Regions from separate parts of the Mus musculus genome. Here region 2 is linked to region 1. Evidence: chromatin contacts called from public HiChIP or PLAC-seq data. All regions are on one chromosome and are shown on one strand. The core of a region is the stretch at or near the end of the contact, and the rest is flanking DNA. Distances in the headings are between cores, read along the strand shown. Region 1 has its middle 160 kb from the start of Gm35866. Region 2 has its middle 26 kb from the start of Gm35922.

Region 1 (3,854 bases), core at 597-3,096:
ACAGATTAGTTAATTAAAATATGTCTTTACCTAAATGTTAGCCATCTAAAAAAAATGCTTACATGATAGTGAGAACATACTGGGATGGGGGGAGTCTCTCCTAGTGGCACCCTCATGAGTTTTGTTTTCTGAAGAAAACTAAGGAGACACACTAACTGGTTACTCAACACATGTTTGGGGAATGAATAGCTCTGTAATTAAGTAGTTGGAAGTCATGCAACTTTATAACACGTAAAACACAAGAAGATGTCTCAATTCCTTTCCGAGAGTCATTTCCCATTAAATTCTAATTTTCCACTTGATGAGCTGCAGACCCTCCCAATATCAACAGAGATTAGGCAGCATGTCTGTGCCAGGCTAAGCTTTTCCTTTGCTCGCTGTTGAGCAGCAAACTATAACACATTGCAGATGAACCGACTACCTAAATGAGTTAACTTCGCTAGGTGACCTTCTGGCTTCCATGGCTTGCCACATTCTCTGGAAATTTAAAACAGGGCAGAGCAGATGACCCACACATTTCAGGAAGTCCTTTCCCCTTTCTTGGAACAACTCAATAGGGTTAGTTCTCATGGATGGCCCGATCTTCTTCATGACACATGGTCAGGCCAGGAGCCATGAAGAATTGGTAGGTCTATAGGCAAGTGTTTGTGCTGCCCTCCAGGAAACCAAAATTCACAAGGACCCCTCCCCCAACCCACATATAGCAGGAACAGAAAAAAAAAATAAAAAAGATGTCTAGACTGGTTGCTCCTGCAGATGTGGCTGTTCCTAACGCCTCTGTTTGTTTCCAGGATATGTCTGATGTAACTCAGGATTAAATGTCAATCCAGTGAAAAAGCAACAGGATACAGGAAGGGAGGGAAGGAGGGAGAGAGGGTGGGACAGAAACACAGAGGAAAACAGTAAAAGCGTTCCCAAACAAAAGCTAACTAAGTCCCATATCTCGCTTACTTTTCTATTGCTGTGAAGAAACTCAGCAATAGGGTAGAGTTCATGACCATCATGGCAGGGAACATGGCAGGAGGCAGGCAGGTACAGCACTGGAGCAGTAACTGAGAGCTTAGCTCTGTCCTACAGGCGGCAGGCAGAGAAAAGGAGAAATTGGTTTGCTTTTATAACTTTAGAATCTCAACCCCATCCCTGCTCTGTGAAGTGACACACATCCTCCCACAAGGCCACACCTCCTAATCCTTCTCAAACAGGCCCACCAACTGCTAACCAAGCATTTAAATATATGAGCCATTGGAGGCCATTCTTACTCAAACCATCACATTCCATTCCCTGGCCCCCATAGGTCCATGGTCATATCTTAATGAAAAGTGCAAAAAATGTATTTAGTTTAACTTCAAAAGTCCAAAAGTCTTCTGAGACTCAAGGCAATCTTTCTGCCTCACGTATGTGGATAAGTTGTAAGCTTTCAGCTACTTCTCCAGGACCATGCCTACCTGCTGTCACGTCCCCACACCATGATGACCATGGACTTGCCTTCTGGAACTGTAAGCAAGCTCTCAATTAAATGCATTTCATTTCATTTAATGCATTTTCTCATTTCTGTTTCTTGCTTGACACTTTAGATCCAGATTCCACCCAGTAACCTGGGTCTCCTGGCTCCAGTCACTCTACCTTCTAGGCTTGAAAGCAGCGGGAGTTCCTGTTCTTACTAATGCTTGGGTTGTCTCAGGATTTCATCTGGTTCTCGGCTCCTCCATCATTTATGCACGTATGTAACCAATCCTCTTATGGATCCCATCTGTTGTCAACCCTGAGCATGCCTCCTGGCTTCCTTATTGGGCTTCAATGCCCATGTCTTTTTCTTTATTGACACAGCATTACTCAGAAAGTTAATTAAATGCAATCTCTCTCTAAAGTCAATACTTATCCTGCCCCACCTGACTACCAGCTACACTACAGGCTTATATTGATAGTGTGAAGAAACAGCATTGTGCCAGAGAGAACTCAAGAAATATCTGCTGGTCAAAAAGTCTCCGTGTCTCTCTGTCTGTCTCTGTCTTTCTGTCTCTCTCTGTGTCTCTCTGTTTCTGTCTCCCCCCAATCCCCGTGTGTGTGTGTGTGTGTGTGTGTGTGTGTGTGTGTGCGCGCACGCAGTGCGTGCTTGCGCACATTTCAAGACAGGGTTTTTCTGTATAGCTCTGGTTGTCCTTGAACTCTCTCTGGGGTCAGATGTGCTACCATTCTGCAACAAGGCCACACTTGTATCTCTTTCTGTAGACCAAGCTGGCTACAAACTCAGAGATCTGCCTGTCTTTGCCTCCCAAGTACTGGGAAACAGGCCTTTCTTTCAGGGTATAATACCCAAGACCCTATGTCCTTGAGGGGGGTCAGCCTTTCCTCAGAGCACTACCTGCCTCTATGACCTGAAGTATTGACTGGTGTACTGCAAAAATACTCTACAAATAAAAGTTATATCAGGACACGTGTGCTATAGTTTAGATATGTTAATAGTGTTAGAATAGAAATGATCTAACCTCAGTGTGTAGAGTTGGCGCCTTCAGGAAGTGATTAGGATCAGACAGAGTCATCAGGGTAGAGGCCCCATGATGGGAAAGTGTGCTCCTCCTGCTCTGTGATGCTTGGTGCCACCGGAGACTCTACCAGCCCGAGCCCATGGATGCAGACTCTAGAAACTATATAGTAACAAGTGGCTCCTGTGACCAAAAAGCCCAGATGTATTACAGTGCAAGCTTTGGACACAACTAAGTCTGGAAGCTCAAACAAGAGCTTCTTTCCCATCACTCTCATGCCTTCCTCTCTGTTGGCTTTATCCACAAACTAGTCACTGTGATCTCAAAGGGATGGCAATAAGATCATGGTCACATCGATCTCAGTGGAAATAGAGAGCTTCAGTGTGCATGTGTGACCACCCTTTAAGAAAAGACTCTGAAGGTGCTGTTGACGATTATGCAGCCACTCCTGGACCAATCATTCTGTCCTTGGGAGGCAAGGCTTTGAGAAACCATTCCAAGTGAACACGGCCCCACTACTTAGCTACCTGCAGGAGGGTAGCTAAAAAGCCCTTGATAGAAGCAAAAGGGAGGGCTAGGAGGGTGACAGGAATCATGGGATAACATGAGGCCGCTAGGTATGAAGGAAAAGTAGAAGCTATGAGTGAGATGACTTGACACTGGGCCTTAAGTGCATGACCAGCTCAGGGTGGACCCAGGCAAAGAGATCACCTCTCCCAGCCTTTTTTTTCTCTCTTTCTCACTTGAAAATGTGTAGAGCATTCTTATAAAATGTAGTGTCTTACACTAATTTTAAAATCATTTTGAATGTGGACCTCTCTCTTCAAATAATCAATTATGTAAAACACACAGAGCCATACCAAAGCTGTTTAGAGAGACGCTGGAGAGCTTGCCATCCCTCCCTCTTCTTGGGGCTTCTTGGAACGTCCACACACCCCCATCCTTGGAAACCGCCAGGGATCCCGAGAACACGGTTTTAAAAAGCTTGAGAGCTGATCTCTGGGGCCTTTTCCAGCTTGAATTTTGGAGAATTCTGTGTAGATTGCCCAACCCTCTTTAATCTAATTTTTCTCACTTTCCCTCTATTTATTTTTTTGGCCAAACTCGTGGACTTTGGCGATGTGCGAGAGGCCACTTAGGAAAATAATCATTAATTCAAATCCCTAGGCAATTTACTCTGGCCTATTTGGAGCTTGCTTTTCCTGACAGAAAGGGAATAAATTTCCCAAAGTTACTTTTATGCTGGGACTAGAAAAGGTGAACACACAAGTGAAGACACGTAGGAAAAGGAAGTGGCCAAAGCTGGACTGAGCCGGAAGCTGTATGTGCAAACTACCTCCATCTGCCCTCCGGTCCATTTCCCTGCTTGGC
Region 2 (3,854 bases), core at 970-3,469, 530 kb after region 1:
TCCTGGATTTAAATGCCATTATGTTAATAACTCACGTTCTTTGGGTCTCAATGCCTGTGAACTCTAGTTTAGGACATCTGTCCAGTCCTTTGTTTGGTTTGTACAACCTATAGGCATCTTGAACCTGGTGTTCTCATAACTAAATTCCCCATTCCCAAAAGGTTCTTTCCCAGTCTTTCCTACTATAAGAAGAAGCATTTCTGTCCTTCCTAAGACAAATAGTTTTCTCTGTTCTTCTCCTCTCTGACTGGCAAGGCCTGCCCATCAGCAGACCTAACTCTGCTTTCATGCCTCATCCAGAATCCATATTCTTCATGCCTTTGCCTCTGCACCATGGTCCAAATCCCATTGGTGCCTTGCTGAGGTTTGGCACTGGGTCTTAACCTCCAGACTTCAGCCTCGTCTCCCTTCAGTCAATTCTTGATAAGACAGTCTAAACTAGAGTCAGATTAGATTCTCCTTTATTCAAGCTTCCGTCTTGAGTAAACTTCCTTTGTTGTAATAGGATGCTCATCCCTCCCTACCTTGGGCAGCATCCTTCTCTGAGCTCTCTGAACTTATTTCCTGTTTCTGTCCCTCTGTCCCTCTGCTTTTCTTATGGGGTTTCCTATGACTTTGGGCATTTCTCCAGTTCTTTCCTTGGTATTGGAGTGCCTCTGTAATGGTGTAAGCTACAACCACTTGCCATCTGAAGCTCTCCCTACCCAGCCTGCTTACCTCCTTGCTCATCCTCTCCTTCCTCTGTAGCATTTTCTTACCATTTTACATGCACAACCCCACTTGTCCATCACCTGGCTCTCCAATGAGAATGGAAACATAAGAGACTTTTCACTGGAATGATATGTACTCCATATTAGCTAGTGCATCGTATTGTATCTAATAGTCACTGTCCCACGACTGAGGTTTTGGCCTAGAGAGGAGGGAAACAGGGTCCATGGATTTAAAATTTTCCCCTGCCCCTTTGTTAATAATAAATATGGTAAGTTGCATATAGACATTTTTTTCCCATTTATATCCAAAGTCATTTTTAAAATGACATGTTAAAGAATAACATTTGAACTTTAAGAGCCATAGCCACACACAGTTTTAAAATATGGAGGGAACCATCAAGACATTAGGCAAAAAGAGATTAAAGCAGTTGACTCGAGGGAATGGAAACTTGAAGAGGGAAGACATGAGAGAGGGACTGTGTAGTTGGCATTTTGGGGTTGTTTTGTTTCATTTTTTTTTCTTGTTGTTTTAAGCATCAGAGAACAATTTAACTACAAAAGAATACTGCTTTGATAGAAATGAAATTTAAATTCAAAAAGAATATTCAATGTCCTAAAAGGGTGGAATAAAATACAAGGGGGTCTCGGATATTTCTTTCAAAGCAGTGAGATCTAGAAGGCAGAAAATAGCTACAGACACAGAGGAGCCGGGTGCTGCAGTCAGCTTCCTTGCTCTAACACTTAGAGAACTTGACATCCAGACAAGGAAAGTCAGCACAGATGTATCGCGTCCTTGGCTGCAAAGAAAACCTCAAGAAAACATGAAGAGCGGGGCTTTTATGGGCTCTGTTTTCTAATAAGAACCCAATAAGATTAGAAATAAATGATATATAAAGTGAGCTTTGGAAATTTAGAAAATTCTTTTTCTCTCTTGATGCAGCCTGGCTTTCAACAGCTCTTTCCCCCTGGGGATACACAACATAAAAAGCTTCATTTGACAGTCAAAGCTGAGTGATGACTTTGGCGTTCTAGCCAGTGACTGTCCTGCCCCTGAAGCATTGAAATTCATTGATTAAAAGGAGAGGAAGCCATATGGCATCTTGATTTAAAGAGAATAAAAAATACATTAAATAATCCCTAAAATATCATATACATTATTCATAAGCGTGGCCATTACTTTACATCCACGGTCACAAGCCATCAGTCAACTGATGGAAAGATGCAGAATTGCCTGTCTCTGTTGTACATCTATAACATCTTTGGCCAGCTTCCCTGTGCTCCTAGTTAGCACCAAGGCAACAAGATTTACTAATGGACAGGGTTTCCTGGCATGGTGGAAAGGTCTTTAAAGTATATAGAGCACTTCTCAAGGTGATGTTCCTGATACAGACATTTTCCTGAGCCCAACTTCAGACCATCTGAATCAGAGGACCTAGAGGATGTAGGCATGGGGTGCATGCAAATTACACGTAAGTGAAGCCTAAGAGTCTACACTTCCTGGTGAGCTGGCAGTGGGTGTTTGTCTGTGCCAAAGTGTGATTTTCCACCATCCACCAACATTAGTCATCTCAGATAATACTGACTGTATGAAAGTCATGAACGGCAGTCAACTCTGTGGTAGCGACTGGACTGAGTGGAGGGTTTGGTGGATTCACAGCATAAGCCCTAATGAACGTCTCGAGAATAACTACCTGGCAAGCTTGGAACAGAGCTATTTGTGGGGTTTGCTTTTAATTAAATTTCATCACGGCTCATTAGCCGTTCTCGGAGCAGGAGCAGCAGGCATATTTAGGAGGTGTAGTCTCACCTCAGGTGCTCATTGCTCTCAAGGATCATCAAAGAGGATGCGTCCCCAAATAAAGGAAACTACTTTAAAAAATAATGTAAAACATTCATAAGTCTTTTATCATTTACCTAAAGAAATCCGAGAGTACCGGAACAACAACGAACAAACAAAGCTGGCCACAGAGGCACACACTGCTAATCTCAGCTCTGAGGGGGCAGAAGCAGGCAGATCTCAGAGTGTGGGGTCAACTTGGTCTACAGAGCCAATTCCAGGGCAGACCTGGCTACACAGAGTAACCCTGTCTCAAAAACAAGAACAACAAAAGAAGTTCGTAAGCTTCTCAGACAAATGAACAGGAGTGCTTGAGCGACTATGTTAATTGTAGGACAGCTGATCGCAGCAACAACTACGATCAGTGTCAGTATCTTTATCAATATGATTCATCTGCGTATACAAAAAATAATGTTGACTGAAGAATTCAAAATTTCAGGTAGAGAGTGGGAATAAATTTGGAAGCTCTGTTGTATAACATGGAAAGTGGTTGAAACGATATATTACAGTCCACCCTAAAAAACCTAAGAGAACAAATTTTAAATGGTCTTACTACAAGGATTATGACTTTGGGAAGTAATGCCTGTTAACAAAGTAGCTATTTCACGCAGTTGCATTTTTAAACATTTAAATAAAATTAAGCATTTTGTCTGTCAGTTTAAAGCACCTCTTAATCTTCAAAACAAATAAAACAAAGTTTCAGGGGGCTGGAGCAATGCCTCAGTGGTTAAGAGCACTCTTTGCTCTTCCAGAGGACCGGAGTTTGATTCTCAGAACCCAGCACCAGCACAGTAGCTTGCAGCCATCTGTTTCCAGAAGTCATGTCCTTATCGAGCCTGTCGGTACTGCCTGCACGTGGTACACAGACTTGCAGAGGCAAAGAGCACCTACCCATTACACATAAAATAAAAATAAATAAATTATATAAACTGAATTCCAGATAATCATAGACTAGTAACACCTGAAGGCTGTGTGTTAGGGTCTTGGGCTCCAGCCTGCAGCACAGGAACTTCTGAGGTAGTGCAACTTCTAGGAGATATGGGGCAAAGGGAAGGAAGTTGAGGCATTGGGAACATGGACTTGAAAGGGCTATCGGAACCTAGTCCCTTCCTCTATCTCTCTGCCTTCTGGATGCCAAGAGAAGAGTAGTGTCTTCAGCCATGTGCTCCCTCATGGTGTTCTTCTGTACTGCAGGCCTAAGAGCATCGAGGTAGTGGACCATGGGCTCAAAGTTCTGGAACCAAGAGATCAAATAAAGCTTTCTCTCTGAAGGGTACTGGGCTACAGTGACAGAATACTAAGTCCCA

Evidence for each region. HiChIP or PLAC-seq counts read pairs in DNA pulled down with a chosen protein or histone mark.
Region 2: a FOXA1 HiChIP or PLAC-seq map of pancreatic cancer cells shows a contact between it and region 1. The contact joins two enhancer-like sites. A contact is called at or near these places in 1 of 15 datasets of contacts at CTCF or cohesin (the NIH/3T3 cell line), 1 of 484 Hi-C or Micro-C datasets (nephron progenitors) and 4 of 115 datasets of contacts at active chromatin or transcription factors (astrocytes, embryonic basal ganglia, fibro-adipogenic progenitors and 1 more).

Annotation. Positions count from the first base shown.
Region 1 is chr19:28,204,010-28,207,863 of GRCm38.p6, forward strand. No RefSeq gene overlaps it. Among named protein-coding and RNA genes, the nearest start is that of Gm35866, 160 kb to the right of the region's middle. Within about 2 kb of position 1,847, at least 7 of the 459 cell types and tissues checked have an H3K27ac peak or open chromatin away from gene starts, as enhancers often do. A contact at or near this core is called in pancreatic cancer cells, where this site is marked.
Region 2 is chr19:28,731,717-28,735,570 of GRCm38.p6, forward strand. No RefSeq gene overlaps it. Among named protein-coding and RNA genes, the nearest start is that of Gm35922, 26 kb to the right of the region's middle. Within about 2 kb of position 2,220, at least 6 of the 459 cell types and tissues checked have an H3K27ac peak or open chromatin away from gene starts, as enhancers often do. A contact at or near this core is called in pancreatic cancer cells, where this site is marked.